Regions from separate parts of the Mus musculus genome. Here regions 1 and 2 are each linked to region 3. The links are chromatin contacts, called in public HiChIP or PLAC-seq maps. All regions are on one chromosome and are shown on one strand. The core of a region is the stretch at or near the end of the contact, and the rest is flanking DNA. Distances in the headings are between cores, read along the strand shown.

Region 1 (4,017 bases), core at 318-2,817, 1.0 Mb before region 3:
CCATGATCCTGAACCTGACACCAGGGGGCGCACAGGCAACAGACTCAGCAGCACTCACCCATCTGTTTCAGAAACTCTGATGGAGGAGGCCAGGCTTCATTTTTGTGTTTGAAGTAGGGTCTCACAATGTAGATAAGGCTCACCTGGGACCTGCTGTATACTCCACACAGGCCTCAAATTCCTGATCCTTCTGTCTCACTGTTAGCTCTACTAGGATTACAGCAAGCATATCTGGTTTTACGCCTCTCTGAATCCTTTAGATATATAATAATGTGTTGGTGAACAAAGAGACCAACCAAAATGGTGAGACAGTGATGTACAATTCAGAAGAGCACAACCTGGCTGTACTGCAACACCCTAGCCCTGGAAAGAGTAACATAGCTTATAGCTTTCAAGAAGAAAGGTCCTTCCTTCCCTCCTTTTCCTCAGAACGAGAGGCTCTTTGCAAAGGAAATGTGCTGGGCTACCAAGAGAACCTGGAACTCACGCTGAGGAACCCGAGTACCTTACCATGCTCCTTTAAGTTCTTGACTTTTTCATGACATTAACAGTGGATTGATTTTAGCCAGACAGGCGCATCTGTCTCCATACCTAGCAGCAACTTTACGGTCAGGAGACAAGGCCCTGACTTCTGAAGAAGAACCTGGGTATGATGTATTGTATGCATACTAGATGAGTTTGAAATGTTAAGGAAGTGTCTAACAGTTTCACGTTCCCTTCATCTGACTGACTACAGTGGGGTAAGAGCTCACAACTTGGTTGGCTTTCACTGGTTGATATAAAAACTGTCTGACAGCTGAGTCATTAACTAGAGGAAGGAACACAGGAAAAAGTAGGAACTAGTTAAGAACAGGAACAAAGTGGAATAGAAGGGAAAATGACTCAGGCTAGGAGAATGATGTTCCCACTTCACCTCAGAGAGGGAAACCTAAATAAAACTCACTTTCCCAGCAGGCGGTTTCTGTGCACTCGCAATGGAGCCGGCTGCTTTAGTGACTGCATTAGGTTCAGGCTTCCCAGCTGTGGTAGCTGCCTCTGTTTTTTTCTCTACTTTGGCCTGGATGGAGATAAACGGGGTTGAGGGGGAGGGGCAAGTTTCAAACCAAGATGAGAGCCTAGATGCCAAGGAAGGAAGAAGGCAGAAAAAGAAAAAAAAAAGCAAGGCCAGGATACCAGGCAGAAAGAAGCAGTCACCCTTGCCCCTAGGACGACACACTCCTAGTCTAGATCCGCAGCGATCCCTGAGCAAGGGGCACAGAAAGAAGAACCACAGGCCAGGTCTGAAAGAAGAGCTCATGCGTTTATGAAGAAATCGTTCAAAGGCTAAGATCGAATCAGTGCTTCTCTGTGAGCACGTGTGAGCCTGTCTGTCATTCTAAATCACAATGCCCTCATGCCTCCACTGCGCTGCTGTCCCTGTCCCGCACATGGCTCCAGCCCCTGGTGACGGAAGCATGACATCATCAGGTACACGGCAATACACAATAACCCACAACTAGCCCAAGGTATTTAGAGCGTTGAGTGTTTGTAGCATGGAAGACCAAGAAGAGTGAAAAGGGGGATGAGGTCATCTGGAGCCCAGCCCAGACACCGGGCCGGCTGGGCCACAGCCAGGACTGCTCTGAGGTCCTTGTCCCAGAAGGATCCCAGCCTGTCATTAACATCTTCCAAATGAACCATGATTCTGCTGCATTTCTGTGCCTATATTCAATTTCTTTAAAATATTTTTAAAAATGTTATCTATATGAATGTTTTGCATACATATAACTGCACTAGGCTCCTGTAAACACAATTTACATACAAAGGGTTGTAAGCTATAGATGTGGATTCTGGGAACTATGCCTGGGTTCTTAACTTCTGTCATCTCTCCAGACCCCCTATTCAATTTTAACAATTTTGGATTAATACAATTTAAGTATCCTACTCTGGATGCTGACAGAACAGTTCAAGTTGACAACAGTTAAGGGTGAACTAGAATACCACCATTTTTTCTACATCCTGGGTTCCCAAGGCTGTTAACATTTGACACATAAAACTGAAACCCATGCAACTAGAATATGCTTATTAAAGTTAGTGTGTGTGTCCAAGTATGCACATCCACACTTGTGTACAGCATGTATGGAGGTCAGAAGATAATCGTAGGAGCCAGCTTTCTCCTTCCACTACAGGGTTTCTGTGGATTAAGTTCATGCTGTTAGGGTTGGTAGTAAGTGCTTTTCTCCCCTTAGTTAATGTGTTGGTCCCAGAATGTTCTTTGTTGTTGCCATCTTCACCCACTCACTCTGCATAGTCATGAAACTCACCATGCAGACCAAGATGGCCTCAAATTCAGAGATCCCCCTGCCTCTGTCTCCCTCTGCTGAAATTAAAAGTTGTGCCACCACACCCAGCCTCAGAACTTTCTTAATGTTAAGCACTGTAGTTTAGAAAAGTCAGGGTACGTGGTTCATTTCACAGCACAGTGTTCACCAGAGGAAACCCTAGTTCTCATTTGGACAGATTCCTCTCACATCAAGGGATGGAGATATTAAATGTGTCTGGTAAGAACCAAAAATAAATGGGGCTCATGTGCAGTGTCTCTTACCTTCACAGTTTCTGAAGCTTTCTCTCCAAACTCCCTAAACCCTGAAGCCATGGCGCCAAACTCATCATGATTCTGCTGCTCTGTCTTCCAAGTGCTCTGAGGAACCACACATCCAACTTTCTAGAGTTTTTTTGTTTTGTTTTTCGAGACAGGGTTTCTCTGTGCAGTCCTGTCTGTCCTGAAACTCACTCTGTAGTCCAGGCTGGCCTCGAACTCAGAAATCCTCCTGCCTCCCAAGTGCTGGGATTAAAGACATGAGCCACCACTGCCCGGCTAAGAGTTTTTATAAAATAGAAGACTCTTTCTACCTCCCAAAGAAAAATATAAATATAAATCCCAACACAGTGAACAGGAGGTCCTTATGGGAAGATAAGGCCAGGCCTTCCCTGATATTGTAGTGCCAAGAACCAAGACTGAAATTCTCTGATGCTGAATGAAATGATCTAGATGACTGCATGTGGCAGAAAAGCAACAGAAGCCAGAATGCAAAGATCCCCAAGCTCACTGACTCACCCGGCCTCCTCCAGGCTGGTGTTTGATGTTTTCTGTAGAGCCGACCTTGGAGCGAACACTCTTCAGGTCAGGGGCAGAAACAGTTGTGGCCAGGCGGCTCACCCTGGGAGCAGAGGAGCTAGGCTTAGTGGAAGTGGGCTTCTTGTCCACAGAAAGAGCCCCAGAAGAGCGGCTAGGTGCAGACATGGGCTTGACTCGAGTGGAAGTCATCCCTGCTGGGGGTGCTGCCCCAGTGGGAGTGGTGTTTCTCTTCACAGAACTGGCAGAGGTGGTCTTTGAGCGACTCAAGTCAGCTGCAAAGAAATGAGAAGTACAGGAGTTCATAGGGAGAGCAGGGGAGCCTTAGAACTGGGGAAGGACAGCATGGTCATTAGACTTCCCAACAGGTGACTTAGGCATTACCTGAGGCAGACTTAGCAGTCATCCTTTTGACATCAGCAGGTTTCCCCTCAGTCTTGATGCCTGCACAAACAAATGAGTATATTTAACAAGAGATCTGCAGAGATTCAACACTCATCTGACCATTACAAAATGTCCATGATGACCCACTGATCATGCTTGTTGCTAGGACACAGTGTAAAATTAAACAGCCACATGGAGGCTGCACAAGTACACATGGCTGGCACCACACTCTGCTTTCATCAATCCCAATGATGACTTCCGCTTGGCCACAGAAGACGCTTACTAAATATGCCTATGAATTGCCTCTGCCTCCTCAACCCTCCTTTCTCTCTCCTCTCTTCTCTCTCTCTCCTCTCTTCTTCTTCTCCTCCTCCTCCTTCCTTCTCTCTCTCTCTCTCAACTGAACTTAGGGCCTTGCACACACTGGAAGTGTTTTGCCATGGAGTTGGACTTACAAAAGGCAAAAGGATGCTGGGATCTATGGATTCAATAACAAAGGGTTAACTAAGTCATCTGAG
Region 2 (4,698 bases), core at 1,890-4,389, 570 kb after region 3:
TTCACCTGCAGAAGAAATCAAGAACCTTGCCTCATCTTTGTTGTTTTTCTTTTTGATTTTTCTTTTTTTTTTCCTGTCTTTTTAAAAAAAAAGATTTATTTGTCTATTGTATGTAAGTACACTGTAGCTGACTTAAGACACACCAGAAGAGGTCAGCAGATCTCATTATGGATGGTTGTGAGCCACCATGTGGTTGCTGGGATTTGAACTCAGGACCTCTAGAAGAGCAGTCAGTGCTCTTAACCGCTGAGCCATCTCTCCAGCCCATAAGTTATATTTTAATGAGCTATTTTTAACAAAGAAGGCCTGACAATGTGGAACTATCTGTCATATGCATGACTAAGACAACCTAGTATAAAAACAATATTATCTCTTAAATTATTTGTTCCTCTGTGTAGCCCTGGCTATCCTGGAACTCACTCTGTAGACCAGGCTGGCTACAAACCAAAGATCCACCTGCCTCTGCCTCTGCCTCTGCCTCTGCCTCTGCCTCCCAAGTGCTGGGACTAAAGGTGTGGGCCACCACCGCCCGGCCCTTGCCTTCTAGATGAAACTATCATTCCCACTAGGAAAATATCCATGAATATCCTAAAACCAGATCTGAGGTGACCCCTCATCTCCAATTCCCAGTGACAAGAGCTACAGAGCCAAACTTCTCAGGTCTCTATGCAAAGGCAACAGCAGGAATCGCAGTCATGAGAATACGGGAGGGCCCGAGAAGTCTGTATGTAAGGTCCTTCAGATAGAATGCCCAGAAGTCTGCAGCAGAATGTAACAGGAACCTCGGCTTCTCACCTTTCTCCACCACATCTTTTGCTGTCTTCCGGTCTGTTTCTTCCAGCCGTGCCTTTGCCACCTAAGAAAGGCATAGAAATCACATCATTCTTTCTAGGAAAGATCTGCTGATGAAATGGGTTCAGACGATCCCTTCTCCAGCTGTAAGTCTCTCTCGTTCTACTGCACTCCCAGTTATCTTGGGCAATTCCTAGCCTCACCTTGGGCTTCTTCACCAGATCAGCTTCCATCTTGGGCCCCAAAAGGTGAAGCACCTGAGCAGATAGATACAGACAAGGGTGTACTCTCTCAAGAATCTCCTGATGGAGTCCTTCCCCGACAACCAAGGGCTTCCTGGCTTTTCTGCCAGCCAACCTATCCACCCCATCCCGCTGTATCTCATCACATGTTTTGCTGTTTGACATGGGATCTTACTATATATCCTCGGCTGGTCTGGAACTCACTATGAGGGCCAGATTAGTACTCATAGAGATCCACCTGCCTCTGCCCAGCTGGCTTCTTCACATGGTTCTACTGGCCTTGAATGCTTTTTCCTTTCTGAGGACTTATCCTGGGCCCAGAGAACGAGTGCTGCCATTTACAGATAAATAACGTGGGCCCAGCATCACGATAAACAATGTACCTCAGTCATCGTCCTCTTGTGATTCTTTGCCAGATATCAATAAAGGCCACAGCATGCACATGTGAGAGGAGGAAGCAGCTTCCCAAGAAAGGGGGTCACCCTCACTCAGAGACCCAAGTTAAGCGCTACTCCCTCCACACTGGGCTCCACTTTCCCTGTCAGAAGAAGGACAGGGTCTCGTTCCCTTTATCTCCGGAGCATCTTCTTAGGGAGGTGCCCACCTGCATATCCACCTCGTTCTTGATCATTTTGCCGTCTGCCCATCTGAGCGCAGCCCGAGCCTCTCCTAAGAGGATAAACATAAGAAGCTGCAAGGAGGAAAAGGGAGGATTTCTTCCCCTCCTCAAAGAAGGCCCAGCTGACTCAGGACCAGGACCCTGTCAGAACACTAGCACCCTGTCCCTGCTCACACTCCCATCGCCCTTCCCATGAATGCCCAAAATGAAAGGAACAATCAGAATGATGCACTTCCAAGTAACTCCCTGCCCCAGATCCAACTCACCCATTAGCAGCCCCATGTTGAAACGGTACCGTTCCGCTAGGAGCTGCAACTGATGCTTATTTATGGTGGACTCCACCTGCAGAAAGCCAAGCCATATGGTTCATGAACACCTCTTCAGAAGCAGTCAGGAGACCAACAGCCACTCTCACTGTGGGTCTGTGGAGAAAAGCTACACCACTCCTTTGCAGGGGCAGAAGAACTAGGAGGAGATATCTGATGCCTGGAGGAGAGGACTTACAGCTTCCTCAATCTGCTCCGGTGTCACCACCACACCGACGCCACACTCCTGCTCGAAGTCCTTGGTATCAATGGGATCCTGGGGATGACTCCGAACATATTCAAGAGCAGCTGAAAACGGAGGGGCAATTAACTAGACAAGTCAGCTCCAAGAAGTGGGTAGATAGGGCCTTAGTACAGTGAAGAGGTAACTATTTCGGTTACTTAGATGCCTAAGAGGTTAGGCCCTGGCACCACTGAAGAGAAGCACTGAGACCAGAGAAAAGAGAAGCCATGTGTTCTGAAGCAGGCTTCTCATTGTGGTAACTCTGCAATCCACACCAGAGGTCTCTACCTCCATGCCTCAGTGCCTGTCCAGAACCTGCTGTCCAAAAAGCAACACTTGACAGAAAAAGCAAACTCGAGTCTTTGCTAAAGAAGAGATTGAAGGTGGACTAGTAAAACAGACGGGACTCACCGCTCAGCTGGAGTCCCGTGTGAATCTTCTTATTGGCTATATAGCTCACAAGGAAAGAACGACGCCGAGTATCCCTGAGTCGGGAGACCAAGTCATATAGGAGGACCCCAGTAGCCTTGTCGATGGTAGAACCCAGAATCTGGTGTGCCTGGAGTCAGGGGGCCGGGGGAAAAAAGATCCATTCCCAGTGAGTTAGGATGAATCACTTTAAAGTGTCTTCCTCTTCCCACAAGGCAAGAGCAGGACACCCGGAGCAAATCAAGATCTGGACCCAGTCCCACGTTGCTCTGGAGCACAGCAAGCAGCTAAGGCCAGGGAACAGGGCTCGCACCTGGGTCGCCGCCTCGCGCAGCTGAGTGCTCAGAGCCTCGTTCTTGAGCGTCTCGCGGGCCTTGTTCTCGCTAAGGCCAAGGCCGGTGAACAGCGCTAGCGAATCTGGAGTAGCCATAGCAGGCACACCGGAAACCAAAAGAAACTTTGGGCCTCATCTGAACAGCGACCTTTGCTCATTGACCAATAGGAGTACGAAGCCTTGAAGAGAACCAATGGTGGCCTTCCTCGGTGAAAGGGGCGGGGCCAGCCAGGTAGTCAACGCCATTTATGAGTCAGAGAGCGAGCGGACTGGCTTTTCCAGGCAGTTAGCTTCCGCCTTCCCGGTTCTAGGCAGTTGACAGGGTTGGGTCCGTGCGACTTTAAAAAAATTGCCATGGGCGTGGAAAGGGAAAGTGTTTAGCAACAAAGCTGCAGGTAGACTCAGGCGTGGCCTCTCCCCCCTCAGCCCAAGGAACCCGACACTATCCTCTTGTCGGAGAGCAAAAGTTCCGGCCGCGTTTTTCAACGTCACAGCTTTGGGGTTGTCATGGCAACATAAATGAATTCCCTGAATTTCCTGGTCCACATCACTGCAGAAAATATATAGAATGACCTACCTAGGGACCACATAAACCTGGTACTTTTTAAGTGCGTACTGGGACACAGCAAGGAGAAGCGAAAGAAAGGCCAGAAGGGACTTCATAGGAAGGTCTATGATTTCTTTAAAATCTTATGCAAACAAGGTGCATCAACATGCCACAGGAAGCACTGATTGGACCAACTGGGTACCCAAGACAAACCTGTTGAGGTTTCTTGGGCGAGTAAGAGGCAGGTGTTCTGGAGTGGGAGAGACTTGGTATACTCCTTTAATTCCAGAGACAGAAACAGGGGAATTCTCTGCAAGTTCAAGGCCATCTGGGTCACATAGTGAGACTATGTCTCGAAAAATAAGAAAACAAAAAGATGCATTGTTCACATATATGAAATTGTCAAGGAGTAGATAAAAAATATCCTGGGAGCTTGGAGAGATGGCTCAGCATTTAAGAAGAGCACTCCGGCAGGGCGGTGATGGCTCACTCCTTTAATCCCAGCACTCAGGAGGCAGAGGCCTGAGTTCGAGGCCAGCCTGGACTAAAAAGTGAGTTCCAGGACAGCCAGGGCTATACAGAGAAACCGTGTCTCAAAAAAACAAAGAAGAGCACTCGTAGGCGGATCTCTGAGTTTCAGGTCAGCCTGGTCTACAGAGTGAGTTCCAGGACAGCCAGGACTACACAGAGAAACCCTGTCTTGTAACAACCAAAATAAATAAATAAAGAAGAAGAAGAGCACTGCCTATTCTTCCAGAGAACCTGGGTTCAATTCCTAGCACCCACAAAGTGGTTAAAATATATGTATTGTCTGTTGCAGGGGATCCAGTGCCCTCCTCAGGTCTCCACAAACAGGGTTCTAGGTCCTTAGATCACACATAGTGGCAGGAGAGAACTGACTCAGAATATTGCACACACACACAGTTTTATATTTCTAAATTGAATTAATAGCACTTTGTGGTCTTGGAAAACATCAGGGTTTAGTTCCCAGCATCCACATGATGGCTCTCAACAAACTCTAACTCCAGTTCCAGGAGATCTAATGCCCTCTTTTGGCCCCCTGTGGCACCATACATGTGATTGATACTCATATAAATACAAATACCCATACAATAAGATAATATGGCATGCGTGTTGGCATAGGCCTTTAATCCCTGTGCTCAGGCTAAGGTAGTCAACCTCTGTG
Region 3 (4,620 bases), core at 1,878-4,377:
TTGATCCATAGGGCTGCAGCTCTATAGGGCACCATTTCTTCTGATTTCTGCCATTTACCCTTTAGTCCATTTGCAGCCACCGAGATCTGAGGTAAAGGCAAGCCTCAGTTTTGGGTTTTGTTTGTTTGTTTTGAGACAGTGTCTCTCAATGCAGCCCTGGCTATCCTGGGACTCTATGTAGACCAGGCCTGCCTCTGAATGCTGGGATTAAAGGCATGCACCACTATGCCCACCTCTGTTTTCTGGCGTCTTTGTTTTTACTAGACATTAGTGGTGAGGAAACAGGCACACACACAGCAAGCATGCACAGAGGAAGACTTAAAACGTGGTGAGGACACCCAAGCCTTTGCTGTGCTCTCACCAACTCTTCCTTTAGAAAATCCTAACTCCTTGGGAAGCTGAGGCACGAGGATCATAACTTGAAAGCATGACTGGGTGACAGAACAGTAAAAAGAGGGCGAGGGCTGGGGCTGTAGCTCAGTGAGAGCCTTCTGTTTCAGACCCCAGTTCTGAAGAAAAACTGATAGTTACTCTTCCCTGATCATGTTCTTGCCAGACGTTACCTGCCACCAACCACCAAGTAAAGAAACTCCACAACAGAAAACAGTCTTGTTTGGGAAGAAGGGGTTGAGACAGGTTCTGTAGCACAGACTGATGGACAGGCCTTGATTAGAATCTTCTTGCCAGAGCTGGGCGTGGTGGCGCACACCTTTAATCCCAGCACTCAGGAGGCAGAGGCAGGCGGATTTCTGAGTTCGGGGCCAGCCTGGTCTACAAAGTGAGTTTCAGGACAGCCAGAGCTACACAGAGAAACCTTGTGTTGAAAAACCAAAAACAAACAAACAAACAAAAAAAAGAATCTTCTTGCCTCAGCTTCCCCAGTGCTGTGATTTCAGGTTTGTGCCACCATGCCTAGCAATGTAACCCTAATTCAGGAGAAACAGGATGCTGGAAATCAAATCCAGAGCCTTGAATATTCTAAGCAAATACTTTAACACTGTCCAACCCCTGTCTGTATTTACTGAGACACCTAGTTGAGAGGCACGGGACTTCTGACTTGCCTTCTAGGCTATCCATACAACTGGGAACAATAGTATGCTTTCCCTAAGAATATTATCTTCTTTCATGAGACAGGCTCTCACTAAATTGCTCATGGTGACATTGATTTAGTTTAGGGCCAGCCAGGCCTTGAATTTGTGATGTCCCTGCCTAAAGTTCCTGAGTAGCTGGAGTTACAGGCCTGCACCATGAAGACCAGCTAGCATACCTGTAAACTCAGCACTCAGGCAGCTGATGCAGGAGAATTGAAATTTTAAAACACTGGGTTGGGGACTAGAGAAATGGTTCAGTAGTTAATAGCACTCACTGCTCTTCTAGGGGTTCTGGGTTCAATTCCCAACACCCATATGATGGCTCACTGTAATTCCAGTTCCAAAGGAGCTGATGCCCTCTTCTGGCCTCAGATCTACATGGAAGCAAAACACCCAAATATAAAACAAACAAATCAGCTTGCTTTGGTCATCTCCAAAAAGCATCTTCTTTGGGCTTAAAGCCCATAGGGCCTTGTCAGCTGGCACCTAGCCCGGTGCTGCTGAAAATACTTATCAGCAGTCATAGCCTCCTGCCCCCAAAACTTCTCGTTTATTTGGTAGAACGTAATCCCTCCTGACAATGTCCTGTTTCCAGAACCAAAGATCGTAGCTATTACAACCTGGGCAATCAGCCACGCCTGGTAGCCCACACTCACAATTCTAGCACTTTAGAGACTGAGACAGGATTAGAAGTTTGAGGCCATCTCAAAAACAAAAAACAAAAACAAAACAAACAAACAAAAACTCATGTCTATAATCCCAGCACTCAGCGGGAGGAAGGACATTCTGGAGTTCTGGGCCAGCTTTGGTTATATGTCTTGACATATAACCAAAGGGGGTGGGGGGCTGCTGGGAGACTTGAACATTCAACATTATGTTGGGCAGCTATGGGAAAACTACCAGCAGCTGAATCAAGAAACTAAGGCAGTTCTAAGTGATGCAATGCCTTCTGACCACTGTAGGCACCAGGCATACATGCATGTGATGCACATACATACATGAAGGTAAAACACACATAAAAAATAATGAGGCAGGGGTGGGGTGGGGGTGGGTTGGCAGGCCTAAGGCATTCTAAGCCTGAGCGCTCTCCTTTCCGCCCAACGCCTCAGCAAACATTGGTAGGTTCACAAACTAAGTCTGGCATTGAGCAAACGGAGTAGAAAAGTCTTGATCTTGTTGCCTTCCAATGCTAATCCGCCATTTCTGGTATCTGTTCTGCCCACCACTTCAGCTCATAAAAGCCAGTCATACACCCAAGCCCAACTCAAATCATTGCTCCTCCATGAAGTCTGTCGCAAAGAGGAGGCATCCACCTGGCATCCTTGTCGAAGATGAATTTTTCTCAGAAACATCATGCGTCTGCCTCCTAACCCATTTTTCTTGCTATTTCCCCCTCAATCTGTTGGGTAATTCAAGGACCACTCCCAGCGAGCCTTCCTTGACCTCTTGAGCTTCATTGTCTCTACGCAACCAGCGCTCAGGACATAAAGACTCTCCAAGAAATAAATGGAAGTTAACAGTTGGAGCAGTTCCGAATAGGCACGCCGTTCTCGAGACCATCCTTCCCAGCCTTTTTTTTTTTTTTTTTTTCTCAAATATACATACTTGAAACATTTGTTATCCTGGAAGATCTCTGCTTCCAGGAAGAAAAGCATTCCTTCTCCTCCCCAAGTCTGCTCTTCCCAGCCTCCTCCCTAAAAGAGTCTCTGGACATGAGAGAGGTGGGTCAGCCGCGAGGAGTGAGGTCAGGGAGAGCTGACCCCTGAACGCTGCCTGCTTCTCTAGGGCTCTGTATTCTACACAGTGCCACGGGGAACCGCCTCAGGTGTGGTCGGGCAGACGCTCCTCGATCTCGCAACCGGGATAATCCTGACAGCACTGTAGTACCCTGGCATCACCGGGGACCCCTTCGTACTGAGCCCAGACACGCAGGAGCCTGTCCCGGGTAACGGCGCGCTCTGTACACGTCACCCATCTGTGCCCGGTAGCTGGCAGCTGATTGGCCCGCAGGCTGGGGAGACGCTGGAAGGCGAGGGGAACGGCGGCGCGCGGGCGGTTGGGCCAGCTCAGGCTTTCTGTGGACAAGGCTGTGCTTGGCGTCTTCGGATGCTGCGGGTTGAAGGTAGTCATGGCCGGGACCCCCGCACCGAACAGCCACAGGAAACAGAGTGGCGGCCTGGAGCCTTTCCCCGGTCTGTCTCGATCCATTGAGAACCCTCCGAGCAAGCGGGCCCGGAGCTTCTCTGAGACCACAGTCCCGGACCCCGAAGACCCATTCGGTGAGCACGCGGAATTTACTGCGGACGACCTAGAGGAACTCGACATCCTCGCGTCACAGGCCCTGAGCCAGTGTCCCGTCGCGCCTCGGAACCTGTCCAGTGAGTGCCTGAGGGGCCTTTTCCCCCGGCGGGTGGTGCAGACCTCTGATTTGGCGGTGAGACATCCAGAATGTTAAATGGCCTCCCATTTAGATGGTATGCACCCCATTGTAACCCTTGGGCAGAAGAGCATTAGAAGGCGTCTGACAGAGGCAAGAGATGAAAGAGAGTCTTACACAAAAATGCCAGTTGCCCAAAGGTTAGGCATGGCAAACAGGCAATGGGCAAGAAATGCCAAAGCTGCTTTTCTTCTTAGAGCTTACACTCTTGGGGAATAAGTTAAGTGTCAGGAGGGTTTGATGGGCACCTTGCGAATGTACTTAGCACTTACAGCATCTGAAAAATAGGATTATCCCTGGAAATGTGGCTGGCCCTCCATCTCTCCAGCAATATTGCATGGAAAACCAGGCATTGGAAAACACTCATTGCTGACCAGCTGTCATATGCGGCAGTGGTTAGACGCAACTTTCCACGAAATGGCACAAAGCAATGCTGCCTCCCCCTTCCTTGGCCCTACATCACCCGGTACTCTACCTTACTCCATCCCTGGAGCCCCACCTCCCCCTGGAATGTATCCATTTGGTTCACCATCAGTCTTTAAAACCAGCAGATCCTATGCCTAACATGTTGTAGTAAATAGTAGTTATGGTAGAGTCACAGCCAGTGCAATCTCTGTTCAGCTATGAGCTGAGAGTCTAGAAAGTGGGTGAGGTATAAAGCGAGAGAATTCAGATATGCTATGCCATAAGGATTCTTTATGTGTTTATACCATGCTCGGAGCTGTTACCTGGGTCTTTCTCAACTTGGCTTTCAAGAGTGACTCCTTCTGCATTTTATGACAAAGGTGGATACATACTGAGCCCCGCAGTATACATGGGATTATTTTTTCCAGACAGGTTCTCGATCTCTAGCAAGGCTAGCCTTGAATTTGAGATCCCCATAGCTCTACTTCACAAGTGTTGGGATTGCAGTTCTGTGCCACCATGCTCAACCTAAGGGCAACTACTTTTTATACAGGTGCTCATAAGGTCCGCCGATTAGATGGGTTACCAAATAGTCCTATAAGGAAAAGCAGAGAAGATATTCCAGTTAAAGATAATTTTGAATTAGAAGTACTTCAGATACAATACAAAGAACTTAAAGAAAAGGTA

What was found. HiChIP or PLAC-seq counts read pairs in DNA pulled down with a chosen protein or histone mark.
Region 1: a contact with region 3 is called in an H3K4me3 HiChIP or PLAC-seq map of embryonic forebrain, with 6 times the contacts expected there. The contact joins the enhancer-like site here to the promoter of Atrip-trex1 in region 3. A contact is called at or near these places in 4 of 39 promoter capture datasets (the HPC-7 cell line, cranial neural crest, embryonic stem cells and 1 more) and 6 of 115 datasets of contacts at active chromatin or transcription factors (VIP interneurons, cardiomyocytes, embryonic forebrain and 3 more).
Region 2: a contact with region 3 is called in an H3K27ac HiChIP or PLAC-seq map of embryonic stem cells, with 3 times the contacts expected there. The contact joins the promoter of Qars here to the promoter of Atrip-trex1 in region 3. A contact is called at or near these places in 1 of 39 promoter capture datasets (embryonic stem cells), 2 of 484 Hi-C or Micro-C datasets (both in embryonic stem cells), 2 of 115 datasets of contacts at active chromatin or transcription factors (embryonic stem cells and pancreatic cancer cells) and 1 of 9 other capture datasets (adipose tissue).

Annotation. Positions count from the first base shown.
Region 1 is chr9:110,068,066-110,072,082 of GRCm38.p6, reverse strand. It overlaps Map4 (microtubule-associated protein 4), which reads right to left. Exons shown (of 19, transcript NM_001205330.1): 12 at 3,500-3,559; 13 at 3,098-3,390; 14 at 944-1,057. Among named protein-coding and RNA genes, the nearest start is that of Dhx30, 48 kb to the left of the region's middle. Within about 2 kb of position 1,567, at least 53 of the 459 cell types and tissues checked have an H3K27ac peak or open chromatin away from gene starts, as enhancers often do. A contact at or near this core is called in VIP interneurons and embryonic forebrain, where this site is marked.
Region 2 is chr9:108,506,446-108,511,143 of GRCm38.p6, reverse strand. Qars (glutaminyl-tRNA synthetase) reads right to left here and starts at 3,139. Exons shown (of 24, transcript NM_133794.2): 1 at 2,945-3,139; 2 at 2,614-2,761; 3 at 2,158-2,267; 4 at 1,920-1,995; 5 at 1,639-1,703; 6 at 996-1,049; 7 at 796-856; 8 at 1-5. The coding sequence starts at 3,061.
Region 3 is chr9:109,072,604-109,077,223 of GRCm38.p6, reverse strand. It overlaps Atrip-trex1 (Atrip-Trex1 readthrough), which reads left to right and starts at 3,127. Exons shown (of 14, transcript NR_153412.1): 1 at 3,127-3,565; 2 at 4,487-4,617. Atrip (ATR interacting protein) reads left to right here and starts at 3,100. Exons shown (of 13, transcript NM_172774.3): 1 at 3,100-3,469; 2 at 4,487-4,617. The coding sequence starts at 3,220.